2 separate regions of the Rattus norvegicus genome follow, and region 1 is linked to region 2. The links are chromatin contacts, called in public Hi-C maps. All regions are on one chromosome and are shown on one strand. Each heading gives the region's core, a stretch centred on a gene start, on an enhancer-like site or on the middle of the called end of the contact. The rest is flanking DNA. Distances are from core to core; before and after follow the strand shown. Region 1 has its middle 71 kb from the start of Cd47. Region 2 has its middle 190 kb from the start of Cd47.

Region 1 (6,900 bases), core at 2,878-5,377, 120 kb after region 2:
TTTATGAAGGTATTCTAGGCCCCCTTAAGCTGCAACTTCATGATCAGGAAGGCAAGCCTTTGAGTTCACTTAGGCTTAGTTTCCTTAGGGGTTGCCTCTGGGGCTAAAGCAGGCTGGGTGGAGAGGCTATCGGTTTTTCCTCACCCAGCTTTCTTTTTCAGTGTCTCTGTAATACCTGAGGTGGGAGCTGGGACCCTGGTTTCTTCCTTAAGCCACCCCTGACCTCTCCCTGGGGTCAGGGGAATAAAGACATGCCTGTGGCCCGGAGTGCTGAGCACAGAGAGGGCAGGGGTGCCTGGTGAGCAGGGTTGGATGAGACAGTGAAGCAGCCTCTGGGCTGGCCCCTCATGTTACACAGAAATAAGCTGGGACGTAGGAAGACATGTGTCTGTTACAGGCCTGCAGCTCACCAGCTACAGTGATGGACTGAGACACTGGCTGCCACATTGCATGCCCTCCACACCCCTGCCTATACTGTGGACATTCAGGGTCTCCCAGCCTCCCCTGGCGTTTAACCAGGATTCCAGCAGAGTAAATGACTGAACTTTAGAGCTGAAGTTGGCGGAACTTCATTAAGACCAGGGGAAGGTCTGAGGTGAATGGGGTGTGTGGTATGTGTGACAGATTTTGAGAGAATTGTTTCCTTTTCCATCTATCCAGAAGAAAAATCTGTTCCTGGTTGTCTTCTGTAAGCAATATTTGATGCCTGTGGGAGCTGAGGGCTTGGTTTGAACATGGTTACGTGCATCTACCAGTCTGCACAATGTGACTGCGGTTTGCAACAAGGAGAGCCAATGTCAGCAATCTGGGTTCTGTGGGTTCCCCTTCTCAAGGTTTTTTACTGAGAACAGGGATCCCAGTGGAGGAGTTAGAGAAAGGACTGAGGTAGCTGAGGGGATTTGCAACCCCATAGGAGAAACAATAATATCAACCAACCAGACCCCTCCCCCCAGAGCTCCCAGAGACTAAACCACTAACCAAAGAGTATAAAGGGACCCATGGTTCCAGCTGCATAGGTAGCAGAGGACGGCATTGTCTGGCATCAATGGGTGGGAGGCCCTTGGTCCTGTGAAGTCTCAATGCACATAAAACACTCATGCACATAAAATAAAAGGAAATATAAGAAGTTTAAAAGTGGAGAATGTATGTAGTTATTTTTCTTTTCCTATTTGTGAGTGATCAGGGAAAAGAGTAAAATCTGTTGAGTTCCTCATTCTATCTCAATGTAGGGGAATATCAGGGCAGGGAGTGGAAGGTAGTAGGAGGGTGGGTAGGGGAGCACCCTCATAGAAGCAGGGGACTGTGAGATAGCAGGTTTTTGGAGGGGAAACTGGGAGAGGGGATAACATTTAAAATGCAAATAAAAATGCAATTAAAAAAAATAAAATGGGGGTTGGGGATTTAGCTCAGCGGTAGAGCGTTTGCCTAGGAAGCACAAGGCCTTGGGTTTGGTCCCCAGCTCCGAAAAAAATAAAAAATAAAAAAAAATGTGAAGTGAGTTTTCCCAGAAATGATATATAGTGACAAAGAAGAAGGAGGTGGGAGAGGGAGAAGAAGAAAAAGAGGGGGCGGGAGAAGAAGTCTGGAGACTTTGGGCTCTTGGGTTCAGATGGGTCAGTCCTGTGACTCACTGCTGGTGAAGGACCCAGCCACCAAAGCCAAAGCTGCCCTTGACCACATGTTAGTTCTGTGATTTCTTGACCGTGAGCGGCCATTTAGTACTAAATAGCTCACCTTTTTTTTTAATATTAAAAAGTTCAACTTCTATACAATACTACCCTTAGCATAATTAAGAAATGGGAGGAGCTAGAGAGATGGCTCGGCACTCAAGAGCCTTTTGTTGCTTCCACAGAGGTCCTAGGTTTGCTTCTCAGCACCCACATGGCTGTCTCACAAGCATCTGGAATTTCAGTTCCAGAAGAGCTGATGCCCTCTTTTGACTTCCGAGGGCCTCAGACACACACCTGGTGCAAATACATCCATGCCGGGGGAAAACACTCATGCACATAAAATAAAAGGAAATATAAGACGTTTAAAAGTGGAAGAATGTATGTAGTTATTTTTCTTTTCCTATTTGTGAGTGATCAGGGAAAAGAGTAAAATCAGTAAAAGTTCCTCATTCTATCTCATTAGGTACTTTTCTATGTAAACGAATTACCTGAGGTGCAATAAAACCACAGAGTTCGTTTGAAGAGGAAGCAGTTTATGAACTGGGGAAAGGCAGAGTTAAAGAGGTTTAGTGTTCTGATAAATTATCAGAGGCGAGAATTTACAAGGAAAAGAAAGAGAAGCAGAACAAAGAAAGCATTTGATTGACTGTATCCAAGATTCCCTTTTCCACTTTGCCTGTTGGAAATTCCCTAACCATATCACCCTATGTCAGCTGCTGGTGACTGGGGGAGGCGACATTTTGTATCCACCAGACATTGCCAAGCGATGACTAACAATTACTCAAATGAAGTGCTGCTTCTTGGTGCAGTTTAACCAAGAGTTAAGGTATTTTTGAGGCCTAATTGTGTTGACTCAAGAACTCTCTAGGCCTTGTTTATATTTTGGTTTTGCCACAACCATATCTTATAAAACCCAAAGCACAGCTACAAAAGGAAAAAGAAGGTTACTCCTTTACTTCCTTTTTTTTCCTTCATATGTAAAACACGACAGACTCAGTGTGGACAGAAGGTATGGAATCCACCAACTTTTTACACTCTGCCTCAGAGCAATTCTGACCTGCCTGCATTTCCAGTCTGTTGCGTTGTATCTGACACAGGGCCTGACTGCTGATAATGTCATTTCCAGGGTGAACAAGCCAGGAAGTGGTACCTTTTCAGCGGTGGAGGAGGGGAATGTGTGGGATGAGGGAGACAGGAGTGAAGCCGACGCAATTAACAGTGACATGAGAAATGACACTGATTTATGTATCGCCCCATCTTTCTCCCTGGGATTTTACGGCATTTGACACACTGTCTCACCCGTCTATTTTTGGATCCAGGAAACATTCCTGAAAAGTGAGAGGAGTGAACATGGAATGGTTTGGCGAGACTCTCTAAGGCTAAGTGGAGTCACCTCTAACTCCCAAGTCTTGCTCCTCTCGTGCCCCTGAGCTTTCTAAAGACGGCTTCCCTCCCACCTCATCCTACCTCCTACTCCCTTCCCTCCACTACAGTTAGCACAGATCAACTCAGGTAGCACCCTGGGTGCTTAAGTTCACGAGAGAGACAGGGAGAAAACAACCTAGAAAGCGAGTAATGGTAGGGGAATTAGACAAAGCATTTGCTGTAGAAACCCATGCATGACCTCTGATGTGTACTGTCATGCTGAGATTATCACAAAACTCTGGACAAAAACAAAGAAAGAAAAAGGTGAATTCTTTTTGCTGTGCATTCCTCTGGTGTGCCTACTGGCAGAAAAAGAATGTACTAATGATTTTACTGCAGGTTTGTTTTTCTCAGCTCAAAATGGTGGTTTTTGTTTTTGTTTTTGTTTTTGTTTGCTTTGTTGTGGTTGTGTTGTCTTCATCAGAGCCACAGACTGAAAGGTACAGGGGTGATAGCTTTGTTTTTCTTCTTTTGGGGTCTGCGTGTGTGCATATGTGCGTGTATGTGTGTGTGTATGTATGTGTGTGTATGTGTGTATGTGTTTGTATGTGTGTATGTGTGTGTATGTGTATGTGTGTATGTGTGTGTATGTGTGTGTATGTGTATGTGTGTATGTGTGTGTGTATGTGTGTGTATGTGTGTGTATGTGTGTGTATGTGTGTGTGTATGTATGTGTGTGTGTATCTGTGTGTGTGTGTGTGTGTGTGTGTGTGTGTGTGTGTATCTGTATGTATATGCTGGGAGTCAAAGTCTGTCTTCCTTCTGTAGCACTCCACATTATTGATTTTGAGGGAATCTCTCACTGAGACCCAGAATCCACCAGTTGGCCAGACTGGCTTGTCACAGAACTCCAAGGACCGGCCTGTATCTGAGTCCCCCTACCCCCAAATGAGTGCTAGGGTTCCAGGTGCCTCCTATCACGCCCAGTTTTTAGTGGCTGCTGGGGATGAAACTCGGGCCCTGGGCCCTGGTGGTTGCACGGCAAGCACTTCCCCGACTGAGCCACCCCCTCATTCCACAAATAGCTCTGCAGTCACAGTTCTGGATGTTTTTACCCAGAACGGAGATCTACAAACCTGAACATTGAAAGGCAGAGGAAGTTTGTAGGAGACTCCAACCGCACAACCACCCATCTTAAAGAGCCTGAGATGCAGAATTCTTGATGAAATGCAGATGACGAGATGTCCTGAGTTGATTTCTCTCATTTAACACTAGACTGTCTTGATTTAAGCAGCTCAGAAGTATACCATAATTCGCTCACTTTTAATTATGCATATACATAGACATTTATTTGCTAATTCCAGTGAGATATTACCTAATTTTCATTGATGTCCTCGACTCCTAGCTTCTGTCATAACATTCCTGTTAATATTGTTTGAGTGCAGTTAGGCATTTATTGTTTATTGTACGGGAGAACAAATGATTTCATAGTCGGCACTGATGGGCACAGGCCTCTCTTGGTGAATTCGCTGATAAAGCCATGACTCATGGTGCACTCTCATTTCTCGGGAAAGGAATGAGTGATGGGTTTGGAGGAAGGCCTGAGAGAGGACTGTGTGTACCATTTCCTTCATTTGGTGCATTAGGACTGCAATGTTCCCAGTGTACATGATTGGCCATCTTTTGATATGATTATGGTACTGTGATACCCTTTCTCTGCAACCCTTTCTGTTCCTCAGGGACAGATGACAGGCTAAGGGAGGAGCCTAGAAGAGTGACTGCATTTGCAATCATTGAGCAAAAACAAACAAACAAAACAATATACACACAACCAACCCTCCCCCCCAAACAAACAAACCAAGTCAAATCAAAGACAAGCAAACGAAAACCCACAAAGCATTTTTTTTTCTTTCTTTTTTTTTTTCGGAGCTAGGGACCGAACCCAGGGCCTTGTGCTTGCTAGGTAAGTGCTCTACCACTGAGCTAAATCCCCAACCCATACAAAGCATCTTTTAGAGTACCATGGGACTCTTCATAAAACCCTGTCCAAACTGGGAGTCAGGAGCTAAACACGGACACAGAACATTTCAGCCTGCTTTCAAAGGACAGCACATAGTGAGAGTTTAACAGAAAACCGTGCTGCACCTGTACTCAGGTCCTGTCAGACACCTTCTCGAACAAGGTTCTACGCTGCCTTTGAAGGACTTGGCCACTTCGCCTAGGTGATGCTTTAGTCCCACTTGAAGTGGGCACCATCTCTGGTCGTAGTAGTGGGCAGAGGAAAAGTGAACGGAAGCTATTTTCAATTCATGATACCTCACCAGCTGCCATTGCCTGCTTCCCACAGCGCCCGAGAGGGTAGATGGAGCATGCACCTCAGACATTTTTGGTGAAGGGAGCAGGATGATTACTAACCTAAGCCTCAGCAAAACTTCCAGCCAGCAATGCTAATGCTCCCATTTGTGAAGCAGTATTAACGAGGCTTCAATTTCTTCAATATGTAGCCCCACGGATTTGGTTTCTGCTGGTTATTGGGCTAAGACAGCTCCGTGTTCTTAATCACATTCTGCCTAGCGTGATTGGAAGGTCTGCTCTTAACATATTTTTCAGAAGTCTTGAGAATCAGTCATTGGTCTGAAGGAATAAATTAGATTGAGTACTGCTGCAGGAATGGAGCAGGAAGTGCCCTCCACGTGCTACAGGGCTCCCCTTCCCCTCACTTCTTTGCATTCAGCTATGAGAATAATCTACTCCCTAATGTCGCTTCCTGTCTTCTGCTTTCACTAACCAGAAGATTGTGGCTGAGTCTGGCGTTTAAGTTTCACCTCACAGGTTGTTTCTACCGCAGTCTGTTTGGTCTTTGGCAATAACGGCATAGGACAACACGGACTGACTTCGGTGTATGCACGCTCATTCCTAGATTCTGCCAGGGCCGATGAGGAAGAGGAAAGAGAGAGAATCCCTTCCGCTTACTGGGTGTTTCTTACACTGAGCCTGGCGGTGTGGCAACCGCCATTCTCACGGAACCTCATATTCAATCTTCATTTGTACGATGAAGAGACTCGGAGATGTTAACCGTGCAAGGTGACACGGCTGGTGAGGAACAAGGCCTTGGAACCCACACCATGGGCACTGTCCCACCCACACAGCAAGGTCTCCTGTAAGATGCTCAGAAGGTAGGAGCTTAGGAATCGTCCCTCTTCCGTAGATAAAGAAACCGAGTATCAGGAGACACTGCTCTGAGGGCGACAGTAAATGTGACAAATCGTCCTCTACGGCACTAATGATCACTAATGATCAGGTTTCTGAGCACCACCACAGCTATTACTGTTTTCTATCCAACACTTGGCCAGGTCTTTCTCTTCTTCACTTTCAGGCTAATAATTAGATTTAAATAGCTGACAGGACTCTAAACATCACCACGGGGAGTTCTACATTCCCTTACTACTGCTTACAAAGGTTTCATTTTTTAAAAGATCCTTTGAAATGATAAGTAAGTTACACTCAGCAATAGCTTTAAAAGAATCATCTGTTCCCTTATTGAGTCTTCTGAAAACTGCATGCTGCTCTCTCCCTGTTTGCCTAGAGAGGCCATCCCTTCTTTTTAATCTCCAGCTGGAAGAATTAAAATGCCCAGGAGGACCAGGGTGGATTGATGTAGACAGCATCTATGGCCCTAGAAAGTGAGAACTCAGGAATCTTGTCTTCATTTCATTACAAAACAAATTTGTTTTCTATAGAGAGTGAAATCGTGGCGGCTTTGTTTCTCAGGGGAAACAGGAAAAACAACTGTTCGTTATAAATTAATCTCCCAACCTCTGTGTCTCGGTTGCCCCGATCAGAACTGGAGAAGACTTGCTGGGCT
Region 2 (6,019 bases), core at 3,109-5,608:
ACTTTGTATTCCAGGATACCTCTGAACGTCTAAGTCTCTTGCCTCTACCTCCCAAGTGCTAAAGCAGAAAGATTATGAATTAGATACCAGCTTGGGTTACATAGTGAAATCCTGTCTCAAAACAAAATGAAATTTGATCTTGTCTTTTCTCTGAGTTAATTATGCCACATTTCACAAACCATTAAGCTCATTTGATGAGTTCTTGTTGCTAGAATTTGTGTTTTTAAGCAGATTTTAGTTTTTACCTAGTTGAATTCTTATTTGAAATTCTTAATCTTTTAATCCATATTTAATTTTTTTGAGGTATAAGTGAACCTACTACTATTGTTACGTGTCTCTCTCTGTCTCTGTCTGTCTGTCTCTCTCTCTCTCATGTGCCTGTATGTGTGTGCGTGTGCGTCTCTGTGTGTGTGTGTGTGTGTGTGTGTGTGTGTGTGTGTGTGAGCACTTTGTAGTTTATCTGCATGAGCAAGTACATTTACTTAAGCACACACATAGAGATATCACAAGTCAACATTTTGGCTAGTCTGGCTTGCCAGTGAGTTCCTAGAATCCACCTGTCTCCAGTCCACAACACTGAGATTAAAGGAATGTAGCCATGCCCAGCTGCTACATGCACGTTGGGATTTGAACTTGTATCTTCTCATTTTAAGAGCAAGCAACATCTACGTACTAAGTTACCTCCTTACCCTCTGTTGTCTGATTTTTGTTTACTACTTTATTTAGTTAGCTTTAATGTGTATGAGTGTTTTGCTTGCATGTATGTCTGTGTACCAAGTGCATGCCTGGTACCTGCCAGGAGAAAACCAGCAAGCGCTCTATTGTCTGCCTTTAAACCGTTGATTATGGATCCTATCTTTGCTTCTCATCTCATATCAATCAATCTGAGTCGTGTACAGGTATCAGGGATGAAAACAAAACCAAATGGACCAGTCAACTAAACAACTGTAGAACGTCCAGATGAAGACTCGTGAGCCAGGCCTTTGCCTTTTCTCTGGAGGCCAGACAGGCAGACATTATGTTAGGTCTGAGGTTGGTTTAAAATTTGGGGCAAGTCTGAATGCACCTCGGAGCTAACTCTAGTTTTCATGGTCACTTTGGGACTTTTTAATGGGAAATCTAGCAGGACCCTCAGCCCTCCAAGTTCTACTCTTTGGGCATTTCAAGCCTCTGCACTCCACAACAGCTCACAGTGTGGTGCATGGTTCAAGGAGAATTGTTTTGCATGTACATTCCAAACTCATATTCCTGGTGGGACTTCATTTTTGATCAATACAGATTACAGGTGATGTCAGCCTAGCTAAGCCTTCCTCCACTCTGAACACGGAGCGGGAGTGGGAAGGGAAGTCAGTGGACTTGCACTTTCCAATTGCTAGTTAGTTCATCATGCCACTCCCCTTCCTTGACCAAATCTTTTTCTGGTCTCTCATTCATTCTGTTGAGTCCTTCTTCTTGGCCTGAATCTAATCTTTGGTCTCTAAATAAGCAACTGCTCTCTGGAAAGCAGCTAGTTGATGTTTCTGACCTTCTGATTTGAGTTCAGGTCTTTTATGTGTCTTGTGATGTTTGCAATTTTCCTCCGTTTCCTTCTCCTTTGCTGTAAAGTATATGTTAGCAGCCTACGTCCACCTACACTCTAAGCAGGACCGAAAGTCCCTTTCAGCTGTATTATAAAGATCAGACATTTTACAGTTCAAGCAGATTTTGGCACTTCCCTAGCACATGTACTTCCTGGGGCAGACAGGCAAATATAGCTTTGAAAAAGTGAAATATTCAAGGCTCAAATCTAAGAAGCCTAGTACCTGAAATCATCCATGAGGTAGGTCTGATCCGAGTCCCACTTTTCAAGATGAGGAAAAGAAGAGTAAGGGACAGAAAGAGAGAATGCAGTATGGAAAGAAGTTGTCCTATGCAGGAGGCAGGGAGAAATTCTGGAGTCCTTGCTGTAGCAGTCCAAGTGCCCTGCCTTCAGAGATTCCTGTGGAAAAAGAAGGTTGAGTTCCCAGTCAACCAATAAATCAAACCCTTGCCTACCTCCACCCTGTTTGAAAACAGGATTTAAAGTGCATCACCAATGATAAGACCTAATGTGGAGACAGTTACTGATGAGGTATATAGGATAGAAACGTGGAAGGTAGGAAGGCTATCAGACATAGAAGACTATGACCCTGGGCAGAGGAATATTTATAGCTGATGGAGTTCCAGGAATAGGAGAATCATAGGCTTGTGAATTACAGAGTAACTGAAGCAAGAGCTGGGCCCTGGTCTTTGAAAACATAAAAGTGAATGTTTTACTCTTCTCTATATGGAGTTTATCAGTGTCAAGTCTTCCTGCCCATGATTATTAAACTAGTCCAGAGGGCAAATGGAAGGGAGAAGAAAATACACGACACTGATTGCAGAGAGGAAAACCTTCGTGTGAAGTCCCTTACATTGCTATCAGCACACCCTGTTACTGTGGACAACCCTTACCTCTCGGGAGAGGTAGGAAAAAATTGAATTTCGATAAAAGGAAAATCATGGGAGGATACTTTATGCAAGAAAGTATTTTTGTGTTTAATCTTCAATGTGATTGATTTCTTTAAGATTTGTGGTATTCTACACTTTCCTGTTCTTGATTAAAATTTTCCGTCTCTGCTTGAGCCTGGGGAAGAGGTTGCTAAGCAATTTAACGACATAAACAAGCAAGAGAGGTGTTCAGAACCAATGGGAAGCAGTCAGTCCTTATATTCTTAGGCGAACAAACTGTAGTTAAGGATATTATTGCATTATTGTCTGCATGCAAATGTACTGCTATTTCTAAATGAACCACATCTTTCTTTTGAGAAAGACTGCCTACTGGCCATCCTGCAGCAATTCCAGTGATTAAAAACATTCCCATTTCCTTAAAAATATCAATTATTGATGATAGCTCTCATAGTACTATGAGCCAGGTACGTTCCTAAGCAAGGGACACTTTACATAAGCCATTTCATTTAATCTTTATGATAATATTGGGAGGTAACAGCATATGGTATTCATCTTTTTAGCAAGTGAGGAAATTATCAAGTTTGAGTAATTTGTCAAGGCTCATGCAACAGGTAGAGCCCAGTTTGATCTGATCCAACTATCAATTAATTTAAGCATGCTAGAATGATCCTTCAGCTTCTTCGAAGAGTACAAATGTTTCTGTTTCAGTAATGGTTTTACCCAATTGCCTGGCTTGTAGCCAAGAGTTTTCTTTCTTCTTTCTCAGCTAGATACCTTGGTGACCAGTCTTTCAGTCAATGGGCAGTTAGACTGCATTTTGTAAAGCTTGGAAAATGATAGTTTGGGGAAGCAACACTGATCTGGTGTTTATAGCGGCCCCTTTGTTGGTTTCCAGAACATCACCTAACTAATTGCATATCCAGAGTCAATTAACTTTGTTAATTTTCATCTATAAAATTGAAATAATATTGCAACCTTGCAATGTTGCTGGGGAAGTGAGATTCTATAACATAAAGTGCCCTGTTCAACGCAGACAGCTGATAGCATTTGTCAGATACTGAATTCCCTTCTGCTTCCTTTCCTGTCATTCATGGATGGGGTGCTGTATCTGTCTTTTCAAAGTTGGCAATGTGTCTAAGAGAATTTTGAGTGCCTTCGTTTGACAGGCAGACTTTGTCCTAACTTTGGAAGGATTGTGAAACTCCGAACTAAGCAGTTTTCCTATGTGATGTTCTGATCTCCATATTGTCTCCATACCCCTACCAAAGAGATTTCATGATAACACACCCGAGATACTCGAGACTCAAGAGTTCTGGTTCGGTCCCTTCCTTTGGAGTCATCTGGAATTAAAAAGCTCTTCTAGATTGTGTTATCTTTTTCTGCTGGGATGAATTTGATTTCTTTGACAAACTCAAGCCACTCGCCTCCAGGTGGAGCTGCGAGAGAGAGAGAGAGAGAGAGAGAGAGAGAGAGAGAGAGAGAGAGAGAGAGAGAGAGAGAGAATGGAGATGGAGGAAAGCAAAATAGGTTTGTTCCCCCAGAGAACCAGCCAGGGGAAGATACAATGAAACGAGAAATGGTGCATGATCCGAGGGGATTTGCTGGGAAGAGAAGTGACATGTGAACTCATTCAGCCAGTTTAATTCCACAGGAATCTGAAGAGACTACCAATGTGCTTGGCCAGCCCAGAATAGGATGCAAAAGAAACTAGACACGGTCCCCTCGGAGCTGACAGTCTGGGAGTGGCTGCTTACTGACACAGGACTGAACCCCAGAAGACTCTGAGTAACTCAGAGAAGGAACCAAGATGCAGGTGAAGGCATGGCTTCTAAGGTCAGAGAGAGGCTATTAGCTTTGTGTGTGCCGCTGTCTCCCAGGCACTGAATTAGATGACTCAAATAAATGATCTCATTCGACTTAATCCTAAAAACAGACCTTTGACACGAGAGCCTGTTCTGATGGGGAGGAAAGTGAAGCATGAAAACCAAATACTCTACCAGCGATTCGACTGCAAGTGAGCTTTAAGATGAAAAGCTAATGTGGCTATAGGAGACTCTGAGCTCTCTGAAGCCATGGCTGCTAGCTATAAGTCTAAGCTCTTCTAACTGTACTTCAGTTCCCCTGTGTGACAAATAGACAGCCCAACCCTAGGCTTACCATTTGTGTGGATTGACACTTTCTATGAATCAATCTGCCCCCCCCCACTTTAGTCCCTAATAACTGAGTACTTCTGGTATCCAATCACATGACCTTATCTCTAAATGAAAGATGCTCAGACTAGGGTGGGCTCCGACCCAAGGGAGGGAGGAGGAAACCTAGAGAGTGAGAGACACTATTGCTGTATCAGTTTTGTCTCTCCTGGGCATGATCCCAGTGAGCCCATGATATAACCTTACAGTAACCCCTCACCCCATTCTGACCTGTTTGCTTGGACTAAATTGAGTTTCTGTTACCTGTGACCAACAAATCCCTAGATAGGACAAATGTGTTCCTCATTGTGAGGAATCCATGAGATAAGGTAAATTACAAAGGGCAAAGTTGATGAGACCATAGCTACTTTATCTTGGTGAGTAAAATAGCAATTTGGTTTTTATAATTGGGTTCCAAGGTTTTCGGTTCCTGGAATGTTTCATTATGTCCGAAGAAGGACATGCATAAATTTCCCTTCTGTGTGTTCTGCTGAGAATAATGAATATAGTTGATAGTCATGTCAAAATCAAGTCTTAAGAGTCATCAGGTTTTTTTTTGCATTTGGGATAAGTCAAGTGGCTCAAGCCTGGTCATCTGGTAACTGCTTTTTTCACTGGAGCCAGACAGCCCCTTTCAAAATCTCCTCTAGGGACTGCGTCTGGCTGAGTGACAGAAACTCCCGTTGAGTGACTGGCTGGCTGGCCACGCTGCTATCTCTACGTGTGTGATAATGACTCTGAGTGAGGTTTGACCGGAGATACTTCTATTTGATTTGGTTCGCTTACATTTCTGCTATGTGTCACTCAAGATCGCCAAAGCATACAAACATGGCGGGGAAGAGATCGCTGCGTCTGTGGAACGGAGATGCCAGGAAGCTTCGCACTGGGTCATTTAGAACCATCTTTGGAAAGTACATATGTTTATGTGTTCATGGGTTGGGGTGGTTCCTCTGTTTATGTTTGAGGTCAGACAGCAACATCCTCAAGTTGGGATCCACAGTGTGAACCCCGGGGGTTGACCGCAGGTCCTCAGGCTTGGCAGCAAGTGTTTTCACCCACTGAGCACCCACTGAGCCTTCTCATCGGCCCTTATCATGGCTACTTTGCCTCTGGGTTGTTGATTCCATGCTGAGTTTATGGAGAAGGCTAGAAACAACACACTTTCTGCTGGTATTTTACCTGCCACCCATCAGGCTGCATACTGTTTTATTTATCGTGGACCTCAGAGTGCCAACTCTCTCTTTGTCTCTTAATCACTTCAGTTTCTTCAGAGTGAAGATGGAGCCCTTTAACCTGGCTCTCCTCCTGGACCCCATGCACATTTTCCAGGGGATTCCATCGCACCTTGCATCCTCTACTGC

What was found. A called contact is a pair of places that touch in the nucleus more often than the background predicts.
Region 1: a Hi-C map of the A7r5 cell line shows a contact between it and region 2, with 2.7 times the contacts expected there. The contact joins two enhancer-like sites. A contact is called at or near these places in 2 of 12 Hi-C or Micro-C datasets (the A7r5 cell line and prefrontal cortex).

What each region holds. Positions count from the first base shown.
Region 1 is chr11:64,363,439-64,370,338 of GRCr8, forward strand. No RefSeq gene overlaps it. Among named protein-coding and RNA genes, the nearest start is that of Cd47, 71 kb to the right of the region's middle. Within about 2 kb of position 4,128, at least 27 of the 93 cell types and tissues checked have an H3K27ac peak or open chromatin away from gene starts, as enhancers often do. A contact at or near this core is called in the A7r5 cell line, where this site is marked.
Region 2 is chr11:64,245,528-64,251,546 of GRCr8, forward strand. No RefSeq gene overlaps it. Among named protein-coding and RNA genes, the nearest start is that of Cd47, 190 kb to the right of the region's middle. Within about 2 kb of position 4,359, at least 2 of the 93 cell types and tissues checked have an H3K27ac peak or open chromatin away from gene starts, as enhancers often do. A contact at or near this core is called in the A7r5 cell line, where this site is marked.